Linked DNA regions of Triticum aestivum: region 2 is linked to region 1. A link is a contact called in public Hi-C data. All regions are on one chromosome and are shown on one strand. Each heading gives the region's core, a stretch centred on a gene start, on an enhancer-like site or on the middle of the called end of the contact. The rest is flanking DNA. Distances are from core to core; before and after follow the strand shown. Region 1 holds the start of LOC123043668 (ATP-dependent DNA helicase RecQ). Region 2 has its middle 26 kb from the start of LOC123043669.

Region 1 (5,473 bases), core at 1,029-3,528:
AAAAGGTGCTCACGCAATAAATGCAGCTGCTTGTACTCCGGCCTGCATACAACAGAGAGAATTACAATCAGTAATAAGAGAGAGAATTGCAATGAAGAAAAGAAGCTATAAGTAATAAGTACTAGACTGACTGGTTGCTAAGTTTGATTGCAGAATTTAAGGTTGAGAGAAACCGAGCGAGAATTGATGGGTGATATGAACTGACAGCTTTTACATTTGACATCAGCACACACAGAATTTTTGAAATACATGCATAACACATATTAAAAATTTAAATGAAAGTAAATTATCAGCCCTTTTGCTGAATAAATAATTCACACAATAGAAGAACAAATGACCTGAAATCATGACCCCATTCCGATATGCAATGCGCTTCATCAATGGCGAACAAGCAGATTCCGGAAGCTTGCAAGTTACTCCAGAACCTGGATAGACGATTGAAAACTGTAAATCAACAGACCCACCGCCATATTATTAAATTCTACAAGGGACCAAAAAAGACACATGAGCAGTAATTTGCAGCTTCGTATGTGTGTGCCTTCCAGCTCAGCCAAATAATTGACAATTATAGTTTTGTAAGTGCTGCAAACTATAAGTCAATAACGACCATAATCTGCTTTTATATCACAGGATTTTCACCTTGAAGGAAGTGCAATAGCTTTCTCAGGGGTCATGTACAGAACATCATACATGCCTTTTTCAGCCTCACTGCTAACAGAGCTATTCATTTGGGTGCTGCCAAGATACTCAGATCTCACACCATGTTGTTTTAAACTCATGACCTGTTTGAAGTAAATGAAACCCACAATAAAAGCTTTCATGTCAAAGCAAACCCAGAATGAGGAAAGCACCAAAAAATGTTATACTGTATCTAGCAATCATACCTGATCTTGCATCAGTGACAGAAGAGGGCTGACAACAACAGCTGTCTTCTTTGCAACCAGTGGAGGGATTTGATAGCTGCCATGAAAAGAATTACCATGAGAAAATTAAGTTTCCAACATACAAGGGGAAGTAATAACATCAAAATTTTAAACAGATGCATATTTCTTTTACTTCCGATGGCCGGCAAAACACATTTTCAGGTCCTTAACTAAAAAAATCAGAAACTTCAATAATTTTTATTTGACACGATGACAACCGCACTGCCGAGTTTCAAGAAAGAACCACCCTCACCCATTTCACAAAAAAAAAGGTTAACAAACAATTGTGCCAATAGTAACATCCACTATATATATCTGTGTATAAACAAACAAAAATCTTCCCCAGCAGTTCCCTGCTGGGTACATACAATCGACAAGCTAGCAGTCGCCATAACAGAGATGAGATGCTTATACATGACTGCCCGTTTATCAAAGTTACAAAAATGTCACCAAAATGTGAAACAATAGCACATACACTTTGCAATCTCTGACCATCAACCAATTCCACTGGTACAAAACATAAACATAACGTTTTCTAATCATGCTCTGCAAAGCTCTCTTAGCCTCACACTGAACCGATGACATGTTGCAATACTAGATGAGTTTGGATACTCCGTTGAAGATGATTTAACCACTTCATAGCTTACAGGTTCCCAACATTTATCACCAAAATGACTGACATTTTTCTCCCAAAAACAGTAATGCAGATCAGACTGTCCAAAGCAACTTTTAGTAATGCAATCAGCAGAGCATAAAGCAGAGCACTGCCAAGAAATGCAGCACAACTAATTTATCATCTACCAAATGCAGCGCCCAAACCTAGATTCAGCCACTGCAGTGCTCAGCCTGCAGATCCACCGAACTCCACACACCAAACAAACAAACAAAAAAACAGCACCTAGCGCCATCCTCCATAACCGCAACCAAGCAAAATGGAGCGCGCGAGCAGAGCAGGCGCGGGGTTTGTTCACTTACCACATGGACTTGCCGCTGCCGGTGGCCATGACGACCAGGCAGTCCCGCCCTTGCATGATCGTATCGACGATCTCCCGCTGGTACGGCCTGAACCCCGTGTACCCGAAGTACCTCTGCGACCAGAAAAATAAAAAAGCCCCGGATTAGAATGGCGCGCCTCGGTGCCTAGGGTTTAGGCGCCGGCTAGGGTTTAGGGGGGAGCGGGCGGGGAGGGTACCTTCAGGGCCGCCTCCATTGTGGCGCCGGAGCGTCGGGCTCCGCGGGGGGAGATTGAACCGGACGGCTGCGGTAGGGTTGGATTGGGGAAGGAAGGGAGCGGGGCGAGGGGATTGGAATGGAACGGACGGGTGGTGGTGGGCGGCGAGGTGGGGGTTTGGGGGAAGGGGTTTTGGTTTGCGGCGCTCTTTTATCTGCGTTCCCGCCAATTCGCCTTTTTTTTTTAGGTCTCGTGGACTTTAGCGGGCCTGGTGTAGCTGGTCTTTTGGGCCGGCAGGGTCTCGGCGAAAGTATGCATGGTCATGTAGCACATGGAGTTGGAATTCCCTATTTCACGCTCACTGCGTCAAAGTGTCGGCCAAACGCACAGGGGCGCGATTGATTGGGCAGGCCCATCTACACATGCACGTATAGCTGGCAGTTCCGGTTTTTGGAACCTTCCAGAAGATTCCTAGCCGGTTTTCTGGGTTCTGGGATCCTTCTAGAAGGTTCCTGAACCGGCTTATTTTCCTTTTTTTTATTCTTCTTTTCTTCCTTCTTTCTCTTTTTTCATTTTTCTGTTTCCTTTCTCTTTTCCTCATTTTTGTTTCTTTTAATTGTATAAATAAATTCAAAATTGTTCCAAATATTTGATTGTTTTTTAATTTTCAATTTTCCTTCAGTATTTTAAAAAAAATCTTTTTATACAAACGTTCAAAATTTGTTCTGCATTTGAAAAGTTGTACCAATTTTCAAATTTACTCAAATATATAAAATGTATGCCTTTTCAAAAAATGTTCAGGAATTTATTTTTTTCGTGCTATACAAAAAAATGTTTGAAGTTATCAAAAAATGTTACCATTTTCAATATTTTGTCCAGATATACAAAAAAGCTTCGGGATTTTAAAATTGTTCTCGGGTTCAAAATTTTGTTCTTCATGTCAAAAGTTGTACTTGTTTTCAAAATATGTTCATCAATTTAAAAATGTTTGTGTTCTCCAAAAATGTTCTGGAATTTGAAATTTTGTTCGTGTTTTACAAAAAATGTTTCCATTCTCCATTTTTTGTTCATGTACACAAAATATCTTCAGGATTTGAAAATTGTTCTCAGGTTCCAAATTTTGTTCTGCATTTCAAGAGTTGTATCTGTTTTCCAAATGTGTTCACCAATTTAAAAGTGTTTGCATTTTACAAAAATCTTCTAAAATTTGAAAATTTGATTGTGCTTTTAAAAAAAAATCATTTTCAATATTTTTTTCACATATACAAAAAGGCTTCAGGATTTTTAATTTGCTCTATAATTCAAAAAAATTCTGTAATTCAAAAGTTGTACCTCTTTTCAAAATATGTTCACCAATTAAAAATGTTTGTGTTTTCCTAAAATGTTCTGGAATTTGAAAGTTTGTTCGTGTTTTACAAAAAAAAATCAGTTTCAATTTTTTGCTCACATAGACAAAAAAACTTCAAGATTTTAAAATTATTCTAAGGTTCAAAATTTTGCTCTGAATTTTGAAAGTTGTACCTGTTTTCAAAATATGTTCACCAATTTAAAAATGTTTGCGTTTTCCAAAAATATTCTGAAATTTGAAAAATTTGTTCATGCTTTACAAAAAATGTTTCCATTTTCAGTTTTTTTCACATACACGAAAAATCTTCAGGATTTTCAAATTGTTCTATAATTCGAAATTTTGTTCGGTAATTTCAAAAAAAGTGTTTGCAGTTTTAAGTAATGCTCAATTTACGTCGGTATGTTTAGTTCATTTGACTTCGAGCCAAACATGTGGCACGAAGGCTTAGCTGGTGTGGTGGCTAGCAAAACCCTTGCACAGGCGTGAGTGTTGTAGTTCGAGTTCCATCTCGAGCGTAGTTTTCTTTTTACGAATTTTTGCTCGCGCGAGTTCAATCCTAACGGGCCGGCCCAGTCGCGCGAATCCTGTGCTAAAGGATGACTTTTTGACGCAGAATGCGTCAAACAGGTGCTCCCCATGGAGTTTGCCTCATTGCCTAAAAAAACATGGAGTTTGCCTCAAAAAAATGTAGCACATGGAGTAACCCTCAAAAAGAACGTACCACATAGAGTTGTGTCTCACTTATTGCGAGACCTTTTTTAGACAAAGAGCGCAGTTTATTCCGTCGTATGAAAGTTTACAGGGATACAAACGTTTTCAAGGGAGAGTGAACCAGATATGTCGTCCCACAGCTAGCAAGTCTATGTGCCTCTCCATTGCTATTGCCCTGTTCAAACTTGAAAGTCAATGACGCAAACGAAGCACTTCGCTTCTTGATCCCTTGGGTTATCATGCAATGTCCACCCATATTCTTTGCAGCTTTGAGTTCCCGAACGGCTCTCTGACAGTCCGATGAAATTTGCGTCCTCATGTGAAGGGGAGCCCCAGATGGGCCGACCCAGGCGCATGCGAGGCCAAAGCCTCATTTTTCCCTATTTTTTCACCTTTTTTGTTTTCTTTTTTTTTTCTTTTTACCTTTTTATACTTTAAAATATTATAAATTTATATACTACAAAAACAACTCTATATATTTTTCTGAAAAATGTTAACCAAGCATTTGAAAAAATTTAAATGTGTATAGAGAGAAAATGTTTATCAAATATACGAAAAATGTACACTAAAAATACAATGTTTATGAAATCTTTGACCACGTATTTTGAAAGAGCAATTAGAAAATGTTGAACATTTTTGGAAAATGTTTAATCAAGTATTCGAAAAATGCTAAATGTGTACATAAAAATGTTGACCATGTATTAAAAAATGATCAAAACTGATAATTTTTATGGAAAAGCTAATCAAGCATTTAAAAAAATGAACAGCTATTTGAAAATGCTAAACGTCTATATAAAAATGTTGACAGTGTATTTAAAAATGATGAAAAAATTGATCATTTATATAAAAAAAATAGTCAACCACTTGAAGAAAATATTGAACAAGTATTTAAAAAATGTTAATCAAACATCTCACAAATGTTAAATGTGTATAGAAAAAATCTTGACCATGTATTAAAAATGATGAATAAATTTGATCATGTATATAAATATGTTAATGAAGCATTTAAAAAATGTTGTGTAAGTATTTGAAAAAAATATTAAATATGAATAAAATTTTGGTTGACCATTTTTATTCAAAAAAAATTAACTTATATTTGAAAATTTCTAAATGCGTATTAGAAAAATGTATTAGATATATATCAAAAATGAGTAAAGAAAAATGAAAACCCGAGGGAGAACAAAATAAAAACAAGAAGAAAAAGCAAACAAAACTGGAGAAAAAGGAGAGAAAAGAAAAAAAAGTCATAAAAATCAAGAAAGAGACCCGAAGAAAACAAAGTAAAAAAAGAAAGAACATAAAAAAACCAGAAAAACAGAG
Region 2 (6,207 bases), core at 2,723-5,222, 73 kb after region 1:
AAAAAAATGGTTCGAGACTTGTCCTTTCAGCCTATCGAATGTAGCAGGTCGTACACAGTGTTTGGTTGCAAGTATGAAACCATTGAAAAAAGTTCTATGTGCTCATGTATTTTAAAAACAATCACAAATTTGAAATAAAATCGCAGACTCAAAAAAGTCCATGAATTTGAAATAAAATCACAAACTCAAAAAAATCATGAATTTGAATAAATGTCACGAGTTTGAAAAAAATTCATAAAAAACATAAATTTGAAATAGTTAATGAATTTTAAAAAGCTCTTCGCCCCTATTATACGCGAATTTTAAAAAGAAAACACAAGAATAGAAAGAAATGAGGAAAAATGAAAAAAATCCAAAGAAAAAGGACCAAACTGAAAAAAATCCCACACCCAAAAATTATACACGCCTTGTACCCCTTCGCCCCTTGTAACCCACGCTTTTTTGTGTACTGGCTCGCTTTTTATTAGCGTTATATTTCTATAAGAAGGAAGAAATAAGTACCATGGCACAACAAGAAATAAGTATTAGAGATGAATGGGTGGGTTCGAAACCCACACAAAGCGCAGCTAATTTTTGATTTTGAATTTGAATAAAAGAAAGAAAAAATGTAAATGGGCCAGGCCGCCCAAGGTGCAAATAACGCTCTAATGAGCCTAATACAAAGTACGGCCGTATATATCCGGCGGGTGATTCACCATGGGTGTGTTTGCTTGAGCCGATGCAAGGATGAGCTGAGATTTGTGTTTGGTGGACTGTATGATATTGATGCATTAGACATGCTGTATACAACAGATGGTGTTTGGTAGACTGCACTAGTGACTAACTTTGTTAACTCTTCTCTTTTAATTTTAATCATCCCAATTGGATCTGCGCCATTCCATCGACAAAGAAACGAGTAAAACAAATCTAAACTGAAATCTGAACCGAAACTCATTTCATTATTTACCAGAAATTCCTCATGCCATAGATCAATACTGTCCAGGAGAGATGTCTCTGGTAGATGGGGCAAATGGGAAGGAGATGGTCATGGCGGAGATGGGCTGGCCAGAGATTCGACTGCAGCAGCTAGATTGGCGGCGGTGGCGCGGTTCAAGGGGAGAGATGGAGGAGAAACGTGGCGTCAGTTGCAGTTCGCGGCGCAGAGGGGCTCCCCTCTCTCTCCCCCTTCTTCCTCTCGGCACGTGGCCGGCGGCGTGGCAAGGCCCGACGAACTCATCGGTAGGCGCGGGTGCGCGGGAGATGGCGGAGCTCGACGGCGGCGGACACCGACGATATCGTCCTTCAGCGAGGGCGTGGAGAACCGCCGGCGGCGTCGTCTCCGGGGAAGGCGTGGAGGAGCGCCGGTGGCGTCGTCTCCGGCGAGGGTGTGGAGGAGCGCAGGCGGCGGCGTCCTTCGGTGAGGGCGGTGGCGGCGTCGGGAAGAAGATGAGAGGTGGCGGCGTCGGGAAGAAGATGAGAGGTGGCGACGAGATAGACGGGAGACGATGGGGTCGATGGCGAGGCGAACTAAATTGCATCGTGGGTGCAGGCGAAAGGCACGGACGAGCCTGCACGAAAGAAACGCACCGATCCTGTGTTCCGCTCAGCCTGGCTGAGAGCCCCTTTTTGCATCGACTGGGCCAGGCTGAGTAGGCCATGCGGTCAATCAAACATGGGCTATTTTGCATGCGAGCTGCGAGCCACTAAACCAAACACGCCTCATGTGTACGATACGTTAAATGACCATGTTGCCCTTTATACGTTTTGTGAGGGGGGTTGTACTGAAGCGGGCCTCAAAAAATTATAATCTAAGCCCTCTAACAAAAATTTCCTTCAAAGCTGGGGGATTGGGGGGGGGGGGGGGGGGGGGGGGGGCAGCGCCCCCTGGCCTCAACATAGCTCCGCTGCTATCTACCTTTCTATGTACTCCCTTCTTGAAGAGGGATTCGTTGGCAGCTTACACTCGGGCGATACCATATGTGGTGCTGTTGCTAGTGGCACCGCCACCGAAGAGCTCTTGGTCCGAATGAAGGAGGACACACCGGGCGATCAGGTCATTAAAGAATACGTTGTCAAACCTGTATGGTCCTTGCAGCTCCAGCGGCGCAAGGTTGCTGTCGCCGCCCGTCCAAGGGCAGATGCCGGCGCGGAGCTACGAGGCGAACGTCATGTCTACGCCCGTGTCGTTGTAGATATGCGTACGAAACTTGGAGCATTGGGCGAACCCGACCGTGTGCGCCCCGGACGTCGCGGTGAGGTCGCGGGTGTCGAGGCCCTTGGCTCTGAACGACGAGAGGAGGATGAGGAGTGACGACAGAGGGCTTGGAAGGTTAATGTTCAGGCTCACCATGAGAGAGTCTCTGTGACGTCCGGATAATTAAGCTACAGTAATCTCCTGCTAATGATGCCAAGTCATCATTCTTACTCTTGCTAATCCTCACTTGATCCGAAGCATAATTCAAATTCAATTCAGATTAAAGTCTAAAATTCAAGTTTGTCAAACATGCAAAATAAAATGTGCAAACTGTGGCAAATATGTCATAAGTATTATTGGTGAAGAATCCAAATTTTAATAAAAGGTGTAAGTGTTCCAAAGTGAATAAAACAATAGCTAAAACAATTAATTAAATGCCTTTTAAATAATAAAATTATTCAAAGTGTTTTCTCGTTGCGCCAAACTTTTTATGGCAGCGGAATATTTAGTAACACTAATTTAGGTGGTGTTTAGGTATTTTCTAAAGCTAAAATAAATAGAAAGTAAAATAGGAAAACCAATATGCGGAAAATAATAAAAGGGGAAGTAAAACAAAACAAATCGGCCTTCCCCCTGGGCCTTGACCCACTAAGCCACCAGGCCGGCCCACCTATCCCACCATCCCGCTCCTTCCTGTTCATGGGAGGTGGTGGCATGCATCCGACCACCATGGCCATGGTTGTGGGTGCGTGGCGGCCATCCCGCGTCTCTGCGCCGATTCCCCGCGCGTATAAGAACGCTCCAGCCTCGTTGATGAACCCTAGATCCCCATTTGCCCCTCTCCCTGCTCTCTCTCGCTCGATCTCCTCCTCTGTTTGATGAGGAGAGCTGCCATCGCCGCCAACTCATCGATCCCACGGCCACCGGCCTCCTCGTCGCCGGCTAGCATGTCCAGGAGCCTCCCTGCGGTCGTCTCCTTCGACTACACCGAAGAACCCGTGCCGGGACGCCCCGCAGCCTCGCCATCGCCTTGTCTTCCCCGACTACGGCCGCCGCCTCCCGTGGATGACTTCGTCGCCGGCACCGCATCCCCGACCACCCCGTGCGTCTCCTCGTCACCGCTGTGAGCAGACACTTGTTTCCCCTATTTCCCCCTTCAAATCCGTTTTGTAGCGGCCGCCACCATCGCGCCCGAGCTCGCGCTCGTCACGCCATTACCCGTGCTTCTGCCGCGTACTGCTACTCCGCCCGGCGCTGCCGCTGCCGCCCCTTACTGCTGCTGCCATTGCTCTGCCTTGCTGCTTACTGCTGCTGCAGTCGCGCCCGCCTGCATCACCCCCGGTGCTCCTTGCCGAGGCCATCCCGGTCGGAGCTCCGCCCTTAGCCGCCGCTGGCGCTGCTTATTCTGCTGCCGCGAGCCCCGCCTTGCGCCGCCCGCCGTGGCTGCCTCGATGCGTCGCCAACACCTGGCCGCTTCTGCCCGTGGCCTCGCCTTGCTCCCAGTCCCATGCGCTGGGCGCTTGCCGCCGGCGCTCCTCTGCGAGCGACCGTCAGCCTCGATTTGGGGCTGGCCTGCCTAATTGGGGATTAGCCCCTGTAATTAGATAGATGGCCTAATGATAGGTGGCCCCCACCGCGCCACTATTAGTTAATTAACTAATAACTATTAAGTTTATAGACACTGACAGCTCGGCTCCACGAATTAATTAGATTAATTTAAATCAGTTAACAGTTCAGTCAATGACATATGGGTCCCACATGGGCCTTTGACCAGTCAACTGCTGACCAGTCAACTACTGACTTGGCAGTTGACTGGGCCCTCTGTCAGCCCCACAGCCATGGGCTGGGTGTACTTTTGGGTACACTTAGCATTTCTGACCTATTTTCGAAATATTAAAATAATTTTAGAATATTGTTAAAACTTTGAAAAATCGTAGAAAATAATCCGTAACTCGGATGAAAAAGTTTTATACATGAAAGTTGCTCAGAACGACGAGACGAATCCGAATACGCAGTACGTTCGTCTGTCACGCGTTCCTGGCTATGTGCTTAAAATCTTGAAGTTATGCTTGTTTTGCCTTCCTATGCTAGTTGATTATTGTTCCCATAAGTTGTTTGCTCACAAAATCCCTAGGCACAGGAAGTGGGTTAGACTTAAATGTGCTAGTCATATGATTCATGATGCTCCCATTATGTTTCAATTCTTATCTTTTATGAGAGCATCATTGAAATCATCATGCCTAGCTAAAAATGCATTAAAGAAAAGCGCTTGTTGGGAGACAACCCAATATTTACCCTTACTGTTTTTGTGTGTTCACATGGTTATGCTACTGTAGTGATCATGTTTTATAGCTTTTGTTTCAATAAAGTGCCAAGTAGAACTTTAAAGATGGCTTACGGTAATAGTTGATTTGATCTTGCTAAAAAACAGAAACTTTTGCATGCACGAAAATAATTTTCATAAATCACAGGAACGTAATTTTCAGTTTATTATTTTTGAAGAAGATTAATTTTTTTTCTTAGGACTTCCTAATTTCTCAGAATTTTTGGAGTTACATAAGTATTCGAGAGTTACAGATTACTACACACAGTTCGGTTTTTGACAGATTCTGTTTACTATGTGTTGTTTGCTTATTTTGATGAATCTATGAGTAGTATCGGAGGGATAAACCATAGAGAAGTTGGAATGCAGTATATAGTACACCAATATGAATTTATAATGAGTTCACAACAATACCAAAAGTGGTGATTTATTTTCTTATACTAACGGAGCTCATAAAATTTTCTGTTGAGTTTTGTGATTTGAAGTTTTCAAGTTTTAGGTAAGGATTCGATGGACTATGAAATAAGGAGTGGCAAGAGCCTAAGCTTGGGGATGACAAAGGCACCCAAGGTAATATTCAAGGACAACCAAGAGCCTAAGCTTGGGGATGCCCCGGATGGCATCCCCTCTTTCGTCTTCGTTCATCGGTAAATTTACTTGGAGCTACATTTTTATTCACCACATGATATGTGTTTTGCTTGGAGCGTCATTTTTTTATTAGGATTTTCTTGCTGTTATTTAGAATAATGTTTTGCATCTTTCTTTTCAATAAAAATGTCAAGGATAGCCTTTACCATGCTTATTTTGCAAGTATACATGTTGCTGTTTCAAAACAGAAAGTTTACCGCTGTTACAAAAATTCCCTAGAAAAGTCAGAATATGATAAAATGTTGAAACATTTTGCATATTGAGCTCTGATAAATTTTCTACAGTGTGGTAAATTTTCATAATTTTTGGAGTTAGGGAAGTATGATGAATCGTGCATTCTTTACAAACCGTACTGTTTTGGCAGATTGCTGTTATGTTTGCATTATTTGCATATGTTTGCTTATTTAATGATCCTATTCAAGGATAGGAGTATTAAATATGCAGAGGCATTTAGTATGCAATATGGAATAATAATTTTTGTGATTTGCTACAGTAGAGAATGATAAGGTTTTTGCATTGGTTTATACTAACTTATTTCACGAGTTCTTGTTGAGTTTTGTGTGGATGAAGTTTTTGAGATTTAGGGAAACCGAGATATAAAAGGAATTAAGGAGACACAAAAGTTCAAGCTTGGGGATGCCCAAGGCACCCCAAGATAATATTTCAAGAAGTCTCAAGCATCTAAGCTTGGGGATGCCCCGGTAGGCATCCCACCTTTCTTCTTCAACAATTATCGGTTAGTATTGGTTGAGCCTAAGTTTTTGCTTCTTCACATGAGTTGTGCTATCCTTGCAATGCCATTTTATTTTATTTTGCTTGTTGTTTGATAAAGCACTTAATATCTAAAATACTTAAATGAGAGAGAGTCCTCACATAGCTAAATAATTATTTGACTACTCATTGATCTTCACTTATATCTTTTTAGAGTAGTTTGTCATTTACTCATGTGCTTCACTTATATCCTATGAGTAAATGGTTGAATGAGTTGAATATCATAAATGTGAAATTATATATGTTTCATATGCTTATCCCATGGGGAGTAATGACTTCACATATAAGAAGT

What was found. Hi-C and Micro-C count contacts between places; a contact is called where the count stands out from the background.
Region 2: a contact with region 1 is called in a Hi-C map of leaf, with 2.3 times the contacts expected there. The contact joins the enhancer-like site here to the promoter of LOC123043668 in region 1. A contact is called at or near these places in 2 of 5 Hi-C or Micro-C datasets (both in leaf).

What each region holds. Positions count from the first base shown.
Region 1 is chr2B:95,801,893-95,807,365 of IWGSC CS RefSeq v2.1, forward strand. LOC123043668 (ATP-dependent DNA helicase RecQ) reads right to left here and starts at 2,279. Exons shown (of 20, transcript XM_044466188.1): 1 at 2,116-2,279; 2 at 1,899-2,011; 3 at 885-960; 4 at 640-782; 5 at 339-425; 6 at 1-42. The coding sequence starts at 2,133.
Region 2 is chr2B:95,873,444-95,879,650 of IWGSC CS RefSeq v2.1, forward strand. No RefSeq gene overlaps it. Among protein-coding and RNA genes, the nearest start is that of LOC123043669, 26 kb to the left of the region's middle. Within about 2 kb of position 3,973, at least 7 of the 8 cell types and tissues checked have an H3K27ac peak or open chromatin away from gene starts, as enhancers often do. A contact at or near this core is called in leaf, where this site is marked.